2 separate regions of the Rattus norvegicus genome follow, and region 2 is linked to region 1. A link is a contact called in public Hi-C data. All regions are on one chromosome and are shown on one strand. Each heading gives the region's core, a stretch centred on a gene start, on an enhancer-like site or on the middle of the called end of the contact. The rest is flanking DNA. Distances are from core to core; before and after follow the strand shown. Region 1 has its middle 34 kb from the start of Slc22a12. Region 2 has its middle 57 kb from the start of Rps6ka4.

Region 1 (4,492 bases), core at 1,163-3,662:
GGCACCACCCACAATGTGCTGGGCCCTCCCCCATCAACCACTAATTAAGAAAATGCCTTACAACTCCATCTCACAGAGGCATCTTCTTTTTCCAGTTGAGGTTCTCTCCTTTCAGATATCACCAACGTGTGTCAAGTCGACGTAAAACTTCCCAGCACCTGCTGGCTTCCCCTCAGCCCTCCTACAAGGCTCACACCTGGCTGACTGGCTTCCATTCAGACTTTGCCCTGGGAGGAAAAAGACCCAGGTCTCAGTGTCACAGACTTTGCTGCTCGATTTCCACCCCCTTACCCCCACCCCGCCACCCCCAATCCCTTATCTGTGCCCCTTGGATCACTTTGGGAATAAAAAGTTTATCCAATCCTCTCACATGGGCTGGGACGGAATCCTGATCTAAGACATGGCTTTCTGTTGTCTTTGTGAAGTGTGACAACTGACTCATTGCAGCCCTCTGATGCCGCGCTGACCCTAGATGGTCAGGACTGCATCCTGCTCAGGTTAACATCCAGGAGAAATGTCCACGGAACAGCAAAGCTCAGAGGAATCCAATGCCTTGTCAAGCCCAACAGCTGGTGCCATGGAGAGGTCAGCCACCCCAAGCCTTCTGAGCATACGCTCACTGCACTAAGAGCTGCCTTCCCCAGCAGCTCCTGTTTGTGGCTGGTTCCTCTCTGTACAGCCATAGATAAATAGAACAGACGTCGGGGTGGAGTTGCGGAGAAATAGCGCTCTGAACCACACTTTATCTTGCCTTTAACTTGCTGCAGAGGCAGGGACCTGAGTCCACACCCAGAACACTTTGAAAATGTCAGGTGTGGTAGAGCAGCACTTGTGATCTCAGCACTGGGGAGGCAGAGACAGGAGGATTCCTGACTTGGTGGCTGACAGCCTTGTTCCAGGTTCAGAGAGACACTGTATCAAGGGAACACAGTGGAGAATGATTGACACCCAGCATCCTCCCCCACATACACACGCACACGCACGCGCGCGCACACACACACACAGAGGGACAGGGGCTGAGGTATGGCTCAATGGTAGAGCACCAGGCTTCCACCCTGCATCGCCCCCCAAAAAGAAAGAGGACTAAGGATTGAGTATGAAACTTCCTTCCTCCATCTTTCTTTTTTTTATTTAAAAAAAAAAAAAGCTTCTATGTGAATGAATTCTGGAAGGTTTGAAAAGATGAAGTTTTGTGACACAAGATCCACCTGAAGTGCTGCTGGCCAAGAGTGAAGAGGATTTGAAGAGAGTACAGCAGTGGGCTCCTGACGCTCCAGGGGTCTCTGAAGTGATGCCCTCAAGGAGGGGGAAAGCGAAGAACCAGCATGGATGCCCTACCCATGGCCCATCAGTACCTCCTGCCCAGCGGTCTGACTGGGAAGCTGGTGGCCTTCGTGGTGACTGTTGCTGTCTTTCTGCCAGGTCTGCTCACAAGGATGGGCTGGGAACGGATCAGAGTGGACGCCAGAGTGAGAGACGCTGCAGTGTCCTGTCCCTGCCTTCTGAGGAGCAGGACTGGGTCTGCCTGGTTACAGCCTCAGCTGGCAAAGACAAAGAGAAGCAGTGGGGGTCCCCGGGATGACGGTGATGGTATTAGTAGCCACCATGGTGATGGTAGTGAGAGAGCAGTAACAGAGGTGACGGTGATGTGTCGATGGTGCTGAAGATGGTGATACTCACAGGAATGATGGCAGCAGTGGAGGTAGTGCTGGGTGATGGTGACAGTGGTGGTTGTGGTAAAGATTGTGATGGGTGGTGATGGTGATGGTGGTGGTGGTGGTGGTGGTGGTGATGGTGGTGGTGGTGGTGATGATAATGGTAATGATGGTGATAATGGTAATGATGGTGGTGATGATGATGATGGTGGTAGTGGTGATGGTGGTGGTAGTGATGGTGATGATGGTGGTGATGGTGGTGGTGGTGATGACAGATTATGGTGGTTGACATGACATGGTTATAACTGTGATAATGACGGTGATGGTGGAGGTGGTGGTGGGTAGTAGTGGGGGGGGTGGAAGTAAGTGTTTATTGGTTCATTATCTCATTTACCCTCACCACTTTAAGTAGGAGACCTTGTCTTTGAGGGCAGGAACTAGTAAGTTCATCTGAAAGCCTTTGGTTTCCTTGAGGGGAGCCCTTAAGTGAGCCTGGTTCTGTGAAGAACAGGTGTTCACCTCATCCCAACGAGTTTACTGAGACCCCAGAGAGGTGAGAGCCACAACCTCACAGCGGGCCCAGGGCGTGCTCGGCGCCCTCCCCCCACCCCCAACCCCCCCCCCCCCCCGCACTCAGAAATGTTGCAGTTCCGGATGTGACCACCAGGTGGCGAGGCAGCAGCACAGAGGCCCTGCCCCCAGCAGCCCTAGAAAAGCAGAAAATACAAATTAAAAATTCCTTGGCTTGGACAGGGAAGTCAGTTGGAGATTCCGGGAGCCTTCTGGCAAATCCTGGAGGTTTGACCTTCTGCTAGCCAAGCCTGGAGGAGTCCGTGACAGGCAAAGGGCAGGAAGGGAGTTGGAAGGGAAATAAATTCCTCCCCACATGCTTTGGATTTCAGCCTCCTGGAGCCAAGAGACTCTCAGCACAGCAGAAGCTCCAGAGGCTCAGGGGCAGGGCAGTGCTGTGCATGCGAACCCAGCCTGTTTTGCAAACACTGCTCTGTTTCACAAACTAAAAACCAGAGGGCCAGGAATTTGAGGCCATGCCTCAAGATTAACTCCAGGTACCAGGCCCTGTGGCTGGTCTAACCCTCTCCCACCACCTCCCATGCGCTCCTCTGGCCTGGTTACTCCATCTCTCTGGATCTGCTAGGCAGCACAGTGAGCCCCTGCTGAGGCTCTACATTGATCCCCAAATGCACAAGGGAGGCTCCTGGAAGTTCAGGGTCCTCACCCATGCACAATTTTCTCCAGAACCTACTCAGACACCCAGGGCTGTGACTTGGCTGAGATTCCGACCCATATCCTGTATGGGACCAACTGGGGGCCACTCAGCCACTGCCCTCGGGGCATCTGGGAAAGTTTAGGCTTTGGTGTCTGGTTTGAATTTGAGCTTGGCAGTGTGGCCTTGGCCAAGTTGCCTGCCCTCTCTGAGCCTCATTTTCTTGTAGGAGGGGGTGAACTCCTGTTTGTCTCTTAGGCGGCTATGAGAGGAGAAAGAGGACACACAGGGACAGCTGCCACCAAGGGGCACAGCTCAGACTTACACTAGGGTCAGGCTGGCTACATCCTTTCAGGAATCGTGGGAGATGAGTTGACTTCAGGTGACCAAAGAGTTGGGGAAGTTCCACAGGTACGCATCCACTCCGGCCCTTGGGTGACTTCGGAGAGAGGCTGATAAATGGCAGCTGGGTTTCACCCTGAAGATTTCAGTCAGATAAAGACAACCTCAGACAGCCATCTGGGTAGGTGGCTAGGTGTGTGAAAGACTGAGGACCTGAGTTTAATACCTGGGTTCCATAGAATGGCGGGAGAGCACCAACCCTGCAGGTTATCTTCTGAACTACACACGCCTACACGCACATGAAAATACTCACACACATACACATACCCCCAAATAACCAAGTGAGTAAACAAGCCGTGACTGCCAGCAGCAGCCACTGAACTCACTGGGTCTGGCGAGGCCCATGGTTTCCGGCTGGGTCAGCCCCACCCCACTCTGGGGTGAGAAGAGTCAGGGATAGCAGCCCAGGATGAGGTTGAACTTTAACTGATCCCACGTAAGGAGCGGCCACAGCCAATCTCTCTGTTGCCAGAACTCAGTAACAACACAGCCTACACTGGGGGTTGGAAATGTCTGTTTGGCTTTTCTCTCTTGGTTCCAGAGAAGCCAGAGAGGGTTCAAGCCTCTCCATCCTAACCTGGTACGGGCTTTACCATCCCACACCCAGTCCAGTGAGCCCTCTCTCCCTCCACACTGCTGGGACATCCCAAAGAGGCTCCTGGAAACAGGACAAGGAAATGTTTATTCCTCACTGGTCCGCACCAACAGAGCAAGAAGAGCCTGGGGCATGTGGCATCAGAGGACTGACAAGGACTAGCAGGTCTCATTGCTCACCTTTTTTGCCCAATGGCTACCAGCAACTCCATAATATTCAAGGAGCTTCTGGCCAGGGCTGGGAGTGTGGGGCTCTCCTGGGTCCTGCCGGTCTGCACCTTCCTTCTCCTCACCCCCATGACACCTTCTTACCTGCTTCTGGAGAACTTCTCAGCTGCCATCCTGGATGGCCTCTGCTGGGTCTGTGCTGGACCACAGCTCTGAGGAGCCTTCCAAGCTGACCCTGGAGGCCTCCGGGCCATCTCCATCCCACCTGGCCCCACACCGCAGCTGCCACCTCACAGCCACCACCTCCACCATCCACACTGGCAGTCCCTGGAACCCAGTGCCACAGACACAGAGCCACATGTGGATGGTGGGGTCTCTGACCACAGTACTTTCACATCCATGACTGTAACCAGGGTACAGGTCCCCAGACCTGTCCTGCATAGCTCCC
Region 2 (4,492 bases), core at 1,338-3,837, 89 kb before region 1:
CCGAGCAGATTGGAGTGGCTTCCTCCCACCTTCTCAGAACCGGAGGGCAAGAGTCCAGGGCTTGTGTCATCTCCAGCCATGTAGGTGTGTCTGCACAGGGAAAGGTCGAGGCTCTGACTTCCATCCTCTAGTCGGCTCAGCAGACTCTGGGATCCCTAAAGAATTGAGAGATTATGACACCCTGGAAACTGGTATCGTCCAAATAGGAAAGATGCTCACGATGACCTCCTTACCTGTTTCCTTGTCAATAGCAGACAGAATTAAAAAGAAATAAGCATTTATCTGGTGTGAGTGTGTGTATCTGTACATGGGCCTGCTCATGCCACAGTGCCTATGTATGGTGGTGGTCAGAGGACAGCTTGCAGTGGCCCCAGGATTGAATTCATTGGTTGTCATTCTCTGTGGCCCTTTGAGTCATCTTATGGGCCCCCAAGTGGATTTTTACGTGACCCTCTAGCCATGCATGATGGCACGTGCTTGTGATCCCAGAACTTGGGGGGTAGGGGTGGGTCAGGAGGACCAGGAGTTCAAGGCCAGCCATGGCTAAGTAAGACCTTGCCTCAGAACAAGTCAACCAATCAACCAACCAGTCAACCAAAACCGGATTTAAATGATCCAGAAGAGAGAGAAGGGGCAGAAACTGACATTGTGTCTTGAGTGATCTAGCAGTCCCTCTAGTGACAGGTAGAGGCATCTGGAGCAGGCCTCCAGGCATCCCCAGGGAAGCACCTTGGTCCTTTCCCCATCTTTTTTCTTTAATTCTGTTGCAGTCCAGCACCTTACCTAGCCTGTGATATGCCATAGGGGCGGATGGATCACAGTCCTGGTCTGGCTCTTCTAGTAACACCCACTAGATGGCGCTCTCGGCCACTTGGTTCCTGGCTCCGGCTCCCAGTGTAGCACCACTGTTTGGGGGTGGGGGCAGGAGCAGTACTTGGAGGATAAATGTGGGCGGGAGGGAGAGACGCAGCTCAGGGCTCAAATGCAGCTCATGCTGGGGTCGCAAGGGAACCTCGTATTTGAGTCTTTTTAGTGGAGGCTTTAAGGAAACACTGGCTTCGAACCCAATTGGCCATCGGGAGGGGGGCTCCTAGATGACCCCCTCACTCCATCAGGGTGGCATCCCAGAGGTAGACTGGGATGGAGAAGGTTTTTGTTTCTTTGTTTTTCCCCCAGGAAGCCGGGAGGGTGTCAGCACAGTGAGGCATCTCTCAGAACTTGATTTGTGTCCCTTGTTACTTGGGGACATGTTGGACGGGTGACTGACACGCACCAGAGACAGTGGAATGGTGATTGATCAGTGGGTAAGCCTGAGGCAGTAGAGGAGACGGCTGAGCTCTGGGACGTACGTGCTCTGTCTGGTAGTTTCTCCTGGCATCCCAACCAGATCTCTCTTGTGTGGTGAGGGCCCCTCCATGGAGGGAGCCACCAGGTCTGGCAGGCTCTGGATACAGCCTACAGTCAATGGCTAACTAATGCAATGGCCAGGAAGCTGTACTGTCCGTCAGATCTTGATAAATGTAGTGTACAGCTGATGTCCCCAAGCCTCTGTGAATATGTCCAGGGCTGGACTTAACTCTAAGACCAAATCCCTTGTCTTTGTCTTTTTCTGCTGCAGATAACGCAATCCCACAGGCTGGGGAAGCAATCAAGAAAGGAGGTTAATTTTGGTTCATGATTCTGGTCCAAGGTCAAGGGGCTGCATCTATGATATTCTTGTTGGCAGAATCCCGAGGCAGCACAGGGCATCACATGGCAAGAGGCAGGGTTCTCATGAGATCTAGCCAGCTGGCTTCTGTAACAGAGCCACTTCAGAGATAACCCATTAACTCATCAATCCATTTATCACGGGAGTGGATTAATCCACTTGGGAGGGCAGAGCCCTGTATCTTCTTAATCTCTCATAATGGGGATTAAACTTCAACACTCATTCTGAGAGAGATAATCCATAGTGTTTATTGAGCCCCTCCCTTCCCTGTCCTTTGCCCTTACCCTCTGGGGACTTGTCCCAACCGGTATCCTCTAGATCTCAGGCTCCTCTCCCAAGCATTGGGAGGTAGGGATCCATTCTGTGTAGCGCTTGGTGTGTAGCCGATTGTGCTGTGCATTCCTGCATAGAGGGGCATCTGTGCTCATGGGACCCTTCTCAGGTGATGGGCCTTGGGAAGTGAACTAGATTGAGGTGGTCTGCAGATGGACACCTCTCCAGTGATGGGTGATGAGGAGTTCATTGGTGGTGGTCCGTGCCGCAGGATGGCAGAATAGCTGCTCACACTACTACTTGTAATGGCCAGGGACAAAATCCAGGATAAAATGTAAGTCAATTTCCTGGTATTTGAGAGCTACAGGAGGTGGTGCTGGGAATGGGGGTTTGCAGAGGATGCATAGAAGGGAGGAAGGGCTGATTAACACTGACAGGACCTAAGAAAACCTTCCCTTTCCACAACAGAGGACAGGTAGAGTACTTGGTGCAGGACCTCAGGACCGAGAACAGGGTTGAGTTCCCAGCCTGCTGCAGTCTCCTGTATCAGTCCACTTGCTGTTATGGTAATGGAACACCCAAGGCAGGCTAACATTTATTTATTGGGAGGAGTCTCAAAGGCTGAAAGTCCAAAGATCATAGCACAGTCTTGGGTGAGTGCTCCTCCTGGCCGTGTACCACCTCGAGGTGGAAGGCAGCAGAGGAAACACAGTGTTGAGTGATCACATCTCCCATAGGACCAAGGTCAAGCTTTTACTGTTCTCTTAAGAGTTACCAATGGACTTCAGGCAGTTATCTTAATCATTGGTAAGAACAGCTTCTCAGGGGTCTAAGGTGTGTGTGTGTGTGTGTGTGTGTGTGTGTGTGTGTGTGTGTGTGTGTGTGACATCTGTGAATGGTTAAGGGAGGAGGGTGCAGGAGTGGCTGTGGACACTTTCAGGCACAAGAGGGCGAGAGGAAGGTGGGAGGAGAGCGGGGTTGGGTGGGAACGCCTTGCTTTGTTGTTCTGAAATAGGTCTCAGATGCTCACACAGGGTGGGAGAACAAAGATTCTGTGTGACTTGATGACTTTTTTATGACTGTGAAGAGACACCACAACCAAGACAACTTATAGAAGAAAGCATTTACTATGAGGGCTCAGGGTTCCAGAGGGTTAGCGTTCACAACCATCATGGCAGGGAGCATGACAGCAGGCAGGCAGGAATGGCGCTGGAGCAGTAACTGAGTTTACATTCTGGTCCATAAACACAAGGCAGAGAGAGAAAGCTCTAACTGGGAATGGTATGGGCCTTTTAAATCTCGAAGCCCAGTGACACACCTCCTCCAACAGGGCCACACCTCCTAATCCTTCCCAAATAGTTTCACCACCTGGGGAATCATGCATGCAAATACAGGAGCCTACAAGGGTCATTTTCATTCAAACCACCACACTGTTTCCAAAGTCCCACCATAGAAGAGAATGTCAGTCACCCTGGCTACACTGTGTGCTATCTTCCCCTGTGGAGGGCATGGCCTCGGACCAGGTGCTGTGATTTCACCGCAGAGACTGTCAACTGGCTCTCCTGGACCAGAGGACTTGTGGAGCTTCAGGGTTCCCACAGTGGGTTATCCAGATCTTCTGGGAACTGTTTGGATGTAGAGTCCACATTGAACCTGATCCCCAGTTGTTGGGACATGGTCTTCCAGGTGGTCCTAACAGCCCATGGGCAGAGTGCCAGGAGGAACCTGCTGATCTACGTCACCGTTGCTGCTAGTGAAGACAGAGGCAGGTGAGGGTGCTTGGGGGCTTAGGGGCTTATCAGGATAGACATGTGTCTAGAGAGCACACTATAAGAAGTTTGGAGAAAATGAAGACTGGATACGGGGTCGGCCAGTGGAGGGGCCTGAAGCAAGAAGATGAGTACACAGTGTGGCAGAGGTTATTAATGTTTTGGGGTTGGACTGAGCAGTCAGCCTTATCTCCAGCCACTGTAGCGATGATGGCTTCCTACAGGCTCAGGAGTGTCTACTGTCACCTCTGCACGTCTGACCTGTCAGTCATTTGGGACCAACCCCAAGGCACTGAACTGGGCATACAGCCACTTGTGTAGAGCCCGTTCCATTTCACCCCTTCCACCTTGGAGAGGGCGGTGAACTGTCTCACCTAGCCCAGTTGCTACCAGGGCTGGGACTTTCTTCTGGCCTTTAGGATCTCAAGTCAAACCTCTCTCTAGGTTCGAGTCAAGTAGACAAAAACCTAAGCAGTATCCACGTAAGAAACGTTTGTACAGATCTCGATTGGGTTCTCCTGCTTTCTGCCTGTCTTTAGAAGTTGGCTTTTCATCTCTAAAACTTCAGTACATTGTGTGTGTGTGTGTGTGTGTGTGTGTGTGTGTGTGCGTGTGTGTGTGTGCACATGCACGTCTGAGTGTGTGTATATGTTCTCATGCACACCTGAGTGTGTGTGTGTGTACGTACATGCACGCCTGAGTGTGTGTGTGTATACATGCACGCCTGAGTGTGTGTGTGTGT

What was found. Hi-C and Micro-C count contacts between places; a contact is called where the count stands out from the background.
Region 2: a Hi-C map of kidney shows a contact between it and region 1, with 2.4 times the contacts expected there. The contact joins two enhancer-like sites. A contact is called at or near these places in 5 of 12 Hi-C or Micro-C datasets (Schwann cells, frontal cortex, kidney and 1 more).

The regions. Positions count from the first base shown.
Region 1 is chr1:213,313,296-213,317,787 of GRCr8, reverse strand. No RefSeq gene overlaps it. Among named protein-coding and RNA genes, the nearest start is that of Slc22a12, 34 kb to the right of the region's middle. Within about 2 kb of position 2,412, at least 31 of the 93 cell types and tissues checked have an H3K27ac peak or open chromatin away from gene starts, as enhancers often do. A contact at or near this core is called in kidney, where this site is marked.
Region 2 is chr1:213,402,751-213,407,242 of GRCr8, reverse strand. No RefSeq gene overlaps it. Among named protein-coding and RNA genes, the nearest start is that of Rps6ka4, 57 kb to the left of the region's middle. Within about 2 kb of position 2,587, at least 3 of the 93 cell types and tissues checked have an H3K27ac peak or open chromatin away from gene starts, as enhancers often do. A contact at or near this core is called in kidney, where this site is marked.